3 separate regions of the Mus musculus genome follow, and all the other regions are linked to region 1. The links are chromatin contacts, called in public HiChIP or PLAC-seq maps. All regions are on one chromosome and are shown on one strand. Each heading gives the region's core, a stretch centred on a gene start, on an enhancer-like site or on the middle of the called end of the contact. The rest is flanking DNA. Distances are from core to core; before and after follow the strand shown.

Region 1 (3,057 bases), core at 183-2,682:
GTAGGAGACTGGGACCCACATGGCTCGGTTCCCAGGACCCACTTGGCAGTTAACAACTATTTGTAACTCCTTTGCAGAGAATGGAATGCCTTCTGCCCTCTACAGGCATTAAATACACATGGTGTGCAAGGCAAACAGGTAAACACTTTAATCTCAGCACTCAAGGCAGAGGCAAGAGGATCTTATCGAGTTTGAGGCAAGCCTAGTCTATATGGCAAGTTCCAGCCAGTCCAGTTAAGAGCTCCAGAGTGAGTCCCTGCCCCGCCCCCCCCAAAACAATAGCAACTAAATACAAACACCTGCACACATAAAACACAATCTTTTTTTTTTTTTCAAGAAATCAAAAGATCTTAAGTAAAAATCTTCCATTTTGAGCTTGAAATTTTCGAACCCTGGGACAGCCCTCCCAAACAGAACCGCACAATGATTTAACTGGACATATGCTATCAGGCTAGTATAAGTTCCACATAGGCACGGTCAAAGCCTTTCTTTCGTCTGACTGACCCTGCAAAACAACTGTCACTCTAACTACCAAAGACAGGAAATTGGACTCACAGTTCAAGGCTAATGCTGCCCTCATCCACTAAGCTAAAAAGAACCATCAAGAACTCAAAGCGCAGAGCAGAATATTCACTCGTGGAACCCAGAGGCTTGGAGGTGCCAATCTCTTCTTACCCAACTCCACCACACCTTCAAACAAGTACAGGAAAGCGGATGCCCTGGTTCTACTGACGGGGCAACTTACCGCTCTTCTCCCCCGCGCTGCTGTATAGCTTGTAGTTTCTCAACGAACTCATGAAATTTAATTTCCTCCCTGTTGGACCTTGGCTTAAAGTTCTGGAAATTGCCCATCTTCTTCTCATCATAGTATAAGAACTTATGGGTGCTGGCACTGTACACAGAGAAATCTCCGTTGCCAATATTCTCTTGCAGGTATTCGAGGTCCCACTTCAGTGCAGGATACACAAGGTTTGTGTCGGTCAGCACCACTGGCTCCTAAGCAAAAACATCAAAAAAAAAAATCAATGAAGTAATTCCAAGGCGCTAATATGTTCTTCTCGACGATATCTGTACTTGTCAAATTCACAACAGTGTCTCCTGTCACTCTCTCCTGACGTAGCATCTCCCTTTCCCGCCTCTCAAGCCTCTGTCCACAATCTGATCAGTGTGCCACCTCTCCGCTAACCGGGTCCCTTCCTCCACCCCCTTCAGCAGCAGCCCCGCCCCCCACCTCATTTTCGATGAGCTCTTCCGCCCGAGGGTCACTCTGGCTCAGACGTGGGATGGGCCTGGTCGGAAAGCTGTAACTTCGTAGCTGGGACTCATCCCAGGCGGGACCCGGAGCTTCGGCTTCTTCCCGGGCCTCTCCAGAGCCAGAGGCCGCAACCTCGGCTGCCGTCGCCGCCATCTCTACTCTAGGGACGGCCCCGCCGGAAGTGAAAGCTCCGCCCTTTCCGGAAGCAACAACAACGAACACCATAGAGATGGACTGCAAGAGAAACCGATCGAGACCTTTTAAGTAGGTGGGCGCCTAGGTTGAAGGAGCGCTCCCTAGCGGTGACCTGCAGGACTACAGTCTAGGCTCCATAAGGCCGACTCGCTTAGTTCCTTAGAAAAGGGACAAACAAGCCCACGAAATATTGCTGCCTCCCTATGTTCAAGCCTACAGAGGCAAAGACGGAGGCAAGTGTAATTAAGCTTTAAGCTTTACTCTCTCGGGTGGGGAGAGAAGCCAACGCTTAGATCCACTTAAGAAATCACTAGAAAAATCAGTTAGCACATAGACCTTGGGTAAAGCTGTCCTGAAGGCTTAGACAGATGATTAAGGACAAACTGAATTCATTCAGAATCTAGAGAAGATCAAGGGCTTATAGTTCCAATTACTCCAGACGCTGAAGCAGGAAGACCACTTGAATCCAAGAGTTCAGAGCCAGTCTGAATAACACAGCAAACCACCATCCCTTTAAAAAAAAAAAAAAGTAATATAAAATCCATTTTTGTTCAGTATTATTTGATTTTTCTGCATATAGCACTATCTCACCTACTTAAATCTAATCTTGCAATGAGACCAATGTTATGCAACCACAGATATTCACATTTTCCAACAATACATACTGGTTATAAGAGAAGGTATTAATTGTTTTGTTTGCTTACTAGACTATTCTTTTTTTTTAAAAGATTTATTTAATATTATACATAAGTACACTGTAGCTGACTTCAGATGCACCAGAAGACAGCGTCAGATCTCACTATGGGTGGTTGCTGGGATTTGAACTCAGGAACTTTGGAAGAGCAGTCAGTGCTCTTACCCGCTGAGCAGTCTCGCCAGCCCTTACTGGACCATTCTAATGAATACCTACAGGAGGCCAAGATTGTCATCCCATGGTGTACATATCCTATTTAAGTCTCTCCCCTTAAAATGACAGTAGGAACTGCATCTATGACAGGGTGGTGTCCCTGTAGTTAGGTAACATTATATGGCAAATATGTAGTCAAAGTCCCTAACCAGTCAAATTTGAGGTCATCAAAATGGAGACTTATCTTGAGTAGGGCAGACATTATCTCTCTAGCCCTTTAAATCTGGAAACATTAGTTAGAGACAAAAGGCTTGGGGATTTGAATCCATAATACATGCTCTCTGGTTTGCCTTGAATATATATGTATATTCATATACACACACACATATATATGCATATATTTCAGAAAATGACAAGTGAATTCTTTACAAGCTGAGAAAGACTATTGGCTAATAGCCAACAAAAATATGGGAAGTGTAGCCCTATAAATTCAAGTAATTGAATTTGACCAATAACTGCTATGCTTATAAAAGGATTCAGAGCCTCAGATGTCATGGCATAGGCCTTGGTTTCACACTGGTGAGACCCTGAGCTGTGGACCTGACTAACCAGAACCAATACTCATGACAAATGTGAGATATTAAGTAGGTGTTGTTTGGGCTGCTAATTTTATGACTTGTTTAAAGAACACTAAAACAAAATTTAACTGAATATGCAGCAATAGAAATTAATACTTCTGTCTTAGTTATATACTTAAGCT
Region 2 (3,057 bases), core at 346-2,845, 1.0 Mb before region 1:
GCTTTCTTAGCATTTCACAGACTATCTCAATCTTTCCTTCCTTCCTGTCTGTCTGCCTGACTTCCTCCCTCCCTCCTCCCTCCCTTCCTTCCTTCCTTCATTCCTTCCTGAGTCTCCTGCCTTGACCTCCTGAGTGCAGAGATGGCAGGCATGGGGCTATCCTTGCCTTTCTAAGATCCCAACCTCTATTTAATACAAGCTGCTATTTCCTTACATATTTTTTTCTTGATAATTTTATGATCCCAGGAAAGCATAAGCCATGGTTGTCGTCTTCTTGTTTGTTTTAACTTTGCTATTGTCTGTTTTTTCTATCTGCTCTAGCACAGAATTTGGCACATGGCAATGGGTTCCCTAAATGCTGTAGGGTAGGAGCAAATGAAACCTGATTTTAATTTCTGTAAACTTCAGGCACCTGCCTGTGGATGTTTTAAAGCTAGCTGTTAGCTTTAAAGCCTCAGGAATTCAGACCTAAGGCACCCTGGCTGCCAGGTGGGTGGGTCTGTGAAAGACCTCAGGGGCACAGGGCACTTAAACTGGCCACTTGCAGGATGAGGAAAAGCTGACATCTCAAGCTCCTGTTCTTAGTCATTTAGACCTTAGCCCTTGCTCTATCTCCCCTAAAGATCAGGGGGCAATTTAAAATCCACATCATAAACAAAACATAGTTAGAAAACAAGGACCTGGGCTGGTGAGATGGCTCAACAGGTAAGAGCACCCGACTGCTCTTCTGAAGGTCCTGAGTTCAAATCCCGGCAACCACATGGTGGCTCACAACCATCCGTAACGAGATCTGACTCCCTCTTCTGGTGTGTCTGAAGACAGCTACAGTGTACTTACATATAATAAAAAAATAAATAAATCTTTAAAATAAAAAAAAGAAAGAAAAGAAAAAGAAAACAAGGACCTTAGAAACAACACTGGTAGCCCACCCACTTCATTTTATAATTGAAGAAAATGGGGTCCTAACAACTGAAGAGGTGAATCGATGTTAGAGTTGATCTAAAACCCTGGTGTCTCCTTTCTATGCCATTGGGGCTGCTGTCATCAATAGGACCCCCAAATTGAGCTGCATGGATCCCAGATGACGAATTATACCTGATTATCTGCAAAACCTGGGTTTGGTCTAAAACCTTCCTGGGTTTCAGTTTCCTCGTCAGTCAAATGGGGTGCAGAATTAGCCTCTTGGTACAGCCCTGAGGGACGATGATGAATGTAAAATGAATTATTGGGAAATACCAACAAAACTCTGAGCGGGGAGAGATGATATAAGGAACTCTTGAGGTGGGTGACCAAAGACTTGGGTTCCACTCGGGTCATCTCCCTGGGCCGGTTTCCTCTGCAAAAGCAGGAAGCTGGCATGGCTGTAGGCTGCTGCGACAGGTCCAGCTCTGCCCACCCAGGCTGAGGCCCTCCCTGGGGGAGCGGGCGCATAGAGCCCGCCCTGGGGGGAAGGACGAGGGGTCTCGAGTTACCATCCTGCAGCAGTGCCGTCTTCTCGGCCGACCGCAAAACCTCCAACCAGCTAGTCACCGCCATCTTCCCTCCGCCCAGGAACGCGCCGGGCCACTGCCATGGCAACTACCCGACCGATGATCACTTCCGGATGACCCGGGAAGTATTCTGGGAACTGATTTTTTTTTTTTTTTTTCCCCTCTACCCCTTCCTCCCCCAATCCGTTTTCATTGGCTCCCATGGTGAGTTTATTTCTCTTTGCCGGGAGATTCTAACCTACTTTGGACCGGTCCTGGGGCCGGGTGGGGTGGGGATGCTCCCAGAACTTTTAGGGATCCAGCACCAACTCTCTTCTGGCCCCAGCTGGGAGTCCCTGGTTCACACCAGCTGCTCACAGTGGATGTGGCACGTCTGCTTCGGTCTTGCCCACCTCCAGCTGTGAGGGCTCCCTACATCTGCTGCGGCTGCACTCCACCTCCCTGCAGCTGCGGGGCTCAGACCCGCGCGATGGGGCTGCTGCGACAGGGACAGGTGCGCAGCGTGCCCACAACTTTCCCTGAAGCCTCACTCCCCAGGTTTTCTTCTGCGAATGCACATTGAGGCTAGAGAAAGATGATGCGAGGTTTATGTGACATGTCCCTTAGACTCCAATTCGTTGGGGAGATGAAGACTCTCCTAAAGATGTAGTCCGGTTCCCAAACCCGTCATCATTTTGGAAAAGTCTCTTGGAAGGGGACGCAGAGGCTGACTCTGCGCTATATTCCTCCCCCCACCCCCACCCCATGTTGTTTCCTTTCGATCCACACCTCCCCTACACCCACAAGAATCCCAACCTTTCCCTGGCTTCCCTCAGTACGACTAGGGTTGAAAGGCTGGTATGTGTGTGTGGCACTCGGATTAAATCACTTAAGTTTAACTGGGGTTTCCGAGACCTCTGAGAAAGGGACCTGTTACCCCTAAACCCCACCTCTATGCCAAATTATTAAGGGCTGGCTCTCAATCCTTTAACAGAAAGGCCAGGATCCAGCGCCCTTCAATGGACCCTCAGGGCATCGTGAAGGCCTTTCCCAAGCGGAAGAAAAGTCATGCAGATCTATCTTCAAAAGCACTTGCAAAGATTCCCAAAAGGGAGGTGGGAGAAGCTAGAGGTGAGCCGGTCCACCCTCACACACTGGAACGTTCAGCCTTCTTGTTTTCAGCTAGAGTCAGATTAACAGAAGTGACCTAACCTGTGGCCAAGATCAGGTTGGCCTCAAACTCGAAAAGCAAAACAAAACAACAAAAAAGGAAGTTTGCTGAAAAAAACAAAACAAAACAAAAGCAAAAACAAAAACAAAAAACCCCTGGGGGGTATCGCTAGCAAGCAAGCCTTTAGCCTTTAATCCCAGCACTTGGGAAGCAGAGGCAGGCAGATTTCTGAGTTCGAGGCCAGCCTGGTCTACAGAGTGAGTTCCAGAACAGCCAGGGCTACACAGAGAAACCCTGTCTTGAAACTAACCACCCCCCCCCAAAAAAAGGAAGTTTGTTGTACGTTTGCGGTAGAATTCTTTGAAGGTATTTTGTTCTCTGGATGGCAGGAAAAGGAAGGGAGGTGGCTTCGAACAG
Region 3 (3,057 bases), core at 371-2,870, 870 kb after region 1:
ATGATGCTTACTGAGCACGTGCAAGACCCCGGGTCAGTCCCCTGAACTACAAACGTAAGGTTGTAACTTCAAAACCAATCTGAGCAAAGTGATCAAAAGCTGACTTACCTCTCATACTGCCTGTCCCGTGGTAACGAAGTGGCCCAGTGTCGTAAATCCATGATTAAAAGAAGTAAAAGGACACAGGGTATAAAGAAGAGTCCCAGGAATGCCACCCGCTGACGGAGAAACGGGCTCACTGTGGGCACAGTGAAGTACCAGGAGGCTGGGCAGAGGTAGGAAAAACTGATCCTGGAATGAGACAAACATTTGTTAAGTCCTAAAATCTCTCCATAAATTACCGCTTTAAAACTGTTTTTAAAACTAGATGAACACCCTGAAAGGCAAAAATCCCAGGTCAAGAGAAGTCTAAATGGTTTTTTTTTTTAAGTTGCAAATGAAAGGCAAGCACCTGTATTGTTCATAGTGTTTCTTTCCATCATGCAGTTTAGAAAGACATGATGTGCTTGAATAATCTACTGTTGGTGGAAAGATCAAAGGGAGGGGGGCACAGGGGCGGGGGGCACAGGGGTGGGGGGGTGGGGTCTTCCTAACACTGGCTAATCAGAGAGGCTGCAACATGACCGACCACTAGCCATGCTGTCAAGAAACCAGATAGTTACACAAGTTATTTAACTGATTTTTTTTAAAAATGCTTTAGCAAATTATAGACACAAGGAGACCTTTCTTAAAATTAGTTTTAACAGATACACAGTCAAAACTGAGTCTTTGGCCTTAACTCAACCACCTTTCAGAGACAACCACTGCTACTCTCAAGACCCCAGGTTATGGGCTGGAAATGATTCGACTGGCCTTTCCAAAGAATGCAGCTTTGACATTTTTGCATACACCTGACCAGGATGCAAAGTTTAGGCGCAGCCTCAGGGCAAACCTCACCTAGCCTCCCAGCGCCCCCGCCCCCCCCCCCGCGCCCCTGCTACCACCCTCCACTCAGCTCCTTGACAGATATAATGAGTGCAAACCTTACCTAGCCATGGGTTCCCTTCAGTGGTCTCGACGTCTGTCACCTCCGTTTCCTTTTGCTTTGAGAGGGTGGCCTCCTAGTCCCAGGCATCTCCTAAGCCTGCAGCCTAGAAAGGGTTGGCTGGCTTTCAGACAGTGCCCAAAGGACCTGATCCCCGCAGCGACTGCACGTTTCCTTCCCACTGTACTGACCCTCACTCCGTGTCGCTTCTCTCTCCTCCCACGGGCCCAGAGGATCCTACCGTGCATCCCGAACGCGGGGCTTTCCTGTGGACAGGCTCAGTGTTCACGGAGCACGCCACCCCAGGTGGTAGGGACAGGGGACCCCGCTTCCTCTCCTCGTCCCTATCCGTCCCGCAGCTCTCCCGCAATCCCACTCACGGGAATCCCGAGGCCCGCTCGTCCCTCTGCACAGCCCGGCCTGGTCCTGGTCCTCAGCGGTTCCCAGTGGCTCCCAACACAGCCGGAAGGAGGCCCGGCCTCCGGCGGCGCCACGTCCCCAAGGAAACCGCACCGAGCCAATGACTGCAGGGGACCCGGAGAGGCCCGCCCTGCGCGCAGCCGGAGCCACCGGCGAAGCCGCGGCGGTCACAAACTGAGCGTCTGTTCACAACGACACCAATCCCCAAAGGTGCCTGGCCACGAATGCCCGCCCCTGGACTCCCGGCCGTGACCAATGGAAAAGTCGTCGCACCCAGGCTCCGCCTGGAGGGCGGGCTGGGACCCGCAGCCCGCACGGGAGAGGCCACAGACTGCTGCTGCAAGGCCAGCTCCCTGCGGTGGCCTTCACCGCTGCAGCTTCCACCGTTCCTGTGGGTGGGTCTCCGAATGCTCATCACAGCTACGCACCCCTTGCTCATAGCCTTTCTTCCCTCATTGGCAGTTCCTCCATCCCGTCCCTTTTGCCCACAAACTGATATCCCAGGATCACTGTCATCTCTCATGATAGAAACACTGTGAGAAAAAATTAGAGCCGGTGACGTTTGCATCAAAGTACTCGTGTCCATTTCTTCAACGTTGGTTGTCTACTGGGTGCAGATCATGAACATTTGTATTGTTGTCCTCCTGGGCCCTATGGTAACACAAAAGAAACAGTCCCTTAACTCTTGCTTACACCAGCCCCGTGTCTCATTTTGCATGAAGAAGTCTCTTGAATGACAGAAAATCTAAAGTTTTTACAACCTGTCCCTTTCATTACTGTCCACGGTGCACCTACTGGGTCTCCTCACCTCTTGGTTAAGCTCCAGCATGTGTACCCTTGAGTGTTGGGACCTGATGGTTTTTGTACATTCTGCTCTTCTCACTTTATCAGCTCCTGATCATGTCTTACCTTTGGCTTAAGGGTGTCTTCCTCCAAAAATCTTACCCGACCCCACATCTTTTTATAGACACCTTCTGTTTCAGTTACTCCTCGATTTACAACCATGTGCCTGTCTGCCCCACTAACTCCCTATCCTTGAGAGCAGGAGTATCCGCTCTTACACATCCCCAAAGCTAAGTCACACCATCCCTTATAAAACGCCGCCAACACAGGACGTAAATGAATACCTGGACGGGGATGAAGACCAAGAGGAGATCAATAGGGACAATTTTATTCAAAGCTGGCTGTAACCAGTGACAGTCACTGTCACTGCATTTGGCAGAGAATCGAAGCTCTCAAAAGAGTAAAGCAGCTTTGGTAGTGAAAGGGACTGGGCTTGTCTATCTCTGACGAGGTATCATAGCAAAGACAGGCTGAAGGTTGAGTGACAGGTGCAGAGGAACACACTCCACTCAGCGCTCTGCAGCTGGGCCTGAGTTAGAAAAAGAGCAAACAAAAAAGAAGCTGGCTGGAGTCTTGGAATCCTACACTTGGAGGTAAAGGTGGGTGGATCTCTGTTAGTTCGAGGTCAGCCTATCGTCCATAGTGAGTTCCAGGACAGACAGGAATATGTACAGTTCAAGGAAAAAGGACAAGGTAAGATGGCAACCCAGCTATCAGAGTAGCAGAAGGGGAAGACAAAGTAGACAAAGGTCAGATCAAGGATGACAGAA

The links. HiChIP or PLAC-seq counts read pairs in DNA pulled down with a chosen protein or histone mark.
Region 2: an H3K4me3 HiChIP or PLAC-seq map of bone marrow-derived macrophages shows a contact between it and region 1, with 4 times the contacts expected there. The contact joins the promoter of Dpcd here to the promoter of Hif1an in region 1. A contact is called at or near these places in 1 of 484 Hi-C or Micro-C datasets (uterus), 1 of 115 datasets of contacts at active chromatin or transcription factors (bone marrow-derived macrophages) and 1 of 9 other capture datasets (liver).
Region 3: a contact with region 1 is called in an H3K4me3 HiChIP or PLAC-seq map of bone marrow-derived macrophages, with 4 times the contacts expected there. The contact joins the promoter of Entpd7 here to the promoter of Hif1an in region 1. A contact is called at or near these places in 2 of 484 Hi-C or Micro-C datasets (B cells and natural killer cells), 2 of 115 datasets of contacts at active chromatin or transcription factors (bone marrow-derived macrophages and pancreatic cancer cells) and 1 of 9 other capture datasets (liver).

The regions. Positions count from the first base shown.
Region 1 is chr19:44,561,229-44,564,285 of GRCm38.p6, reverse strand. It overlaps Hif1an (hypoxia-inducible factor 1, alpha subunit inhibitor), which reads right to left and starts at 1,432. Exons shown (of 8, transcript NM_176958.3): 1 at 1,232-1,432; 2 at 746-996. The coding sequence starts at 1,408.
Region 2 is chr19:45,559,123-45,562,179 of GRCm38.p6, reverse strand. It overlaps Dpcd (deleted in primary ciliary dyskinesia), which reads right to left and starts at 1,595. Exons shown (of 6, transcript NM_172639.3): 1 at 1,473-1,595. The coding sequence starts at 1,536. Poll (polymerase (DNA directed), lambda) reads left to right here and starts at 1,616. Exons shown (of 9, transcript NM_020032.3): 1 at 1,616-1,694; 2 at 2,464-2,600. The coding sequence starts at 2,489.
Region 3 is chr19:43,688,252-43,691,308 of GRCm38.p6, reverse strand. Entpd7 (ectonucleoside triphosphate diphosphohydrolase 7) reads right to left here and starts at 1,620. Exons shown (of 13, transcript NM_053103.5): 1 at 1,405-1,620; 2 at 1,028-1,130; 3 at 109-291. The coding sequence starts at 1,035.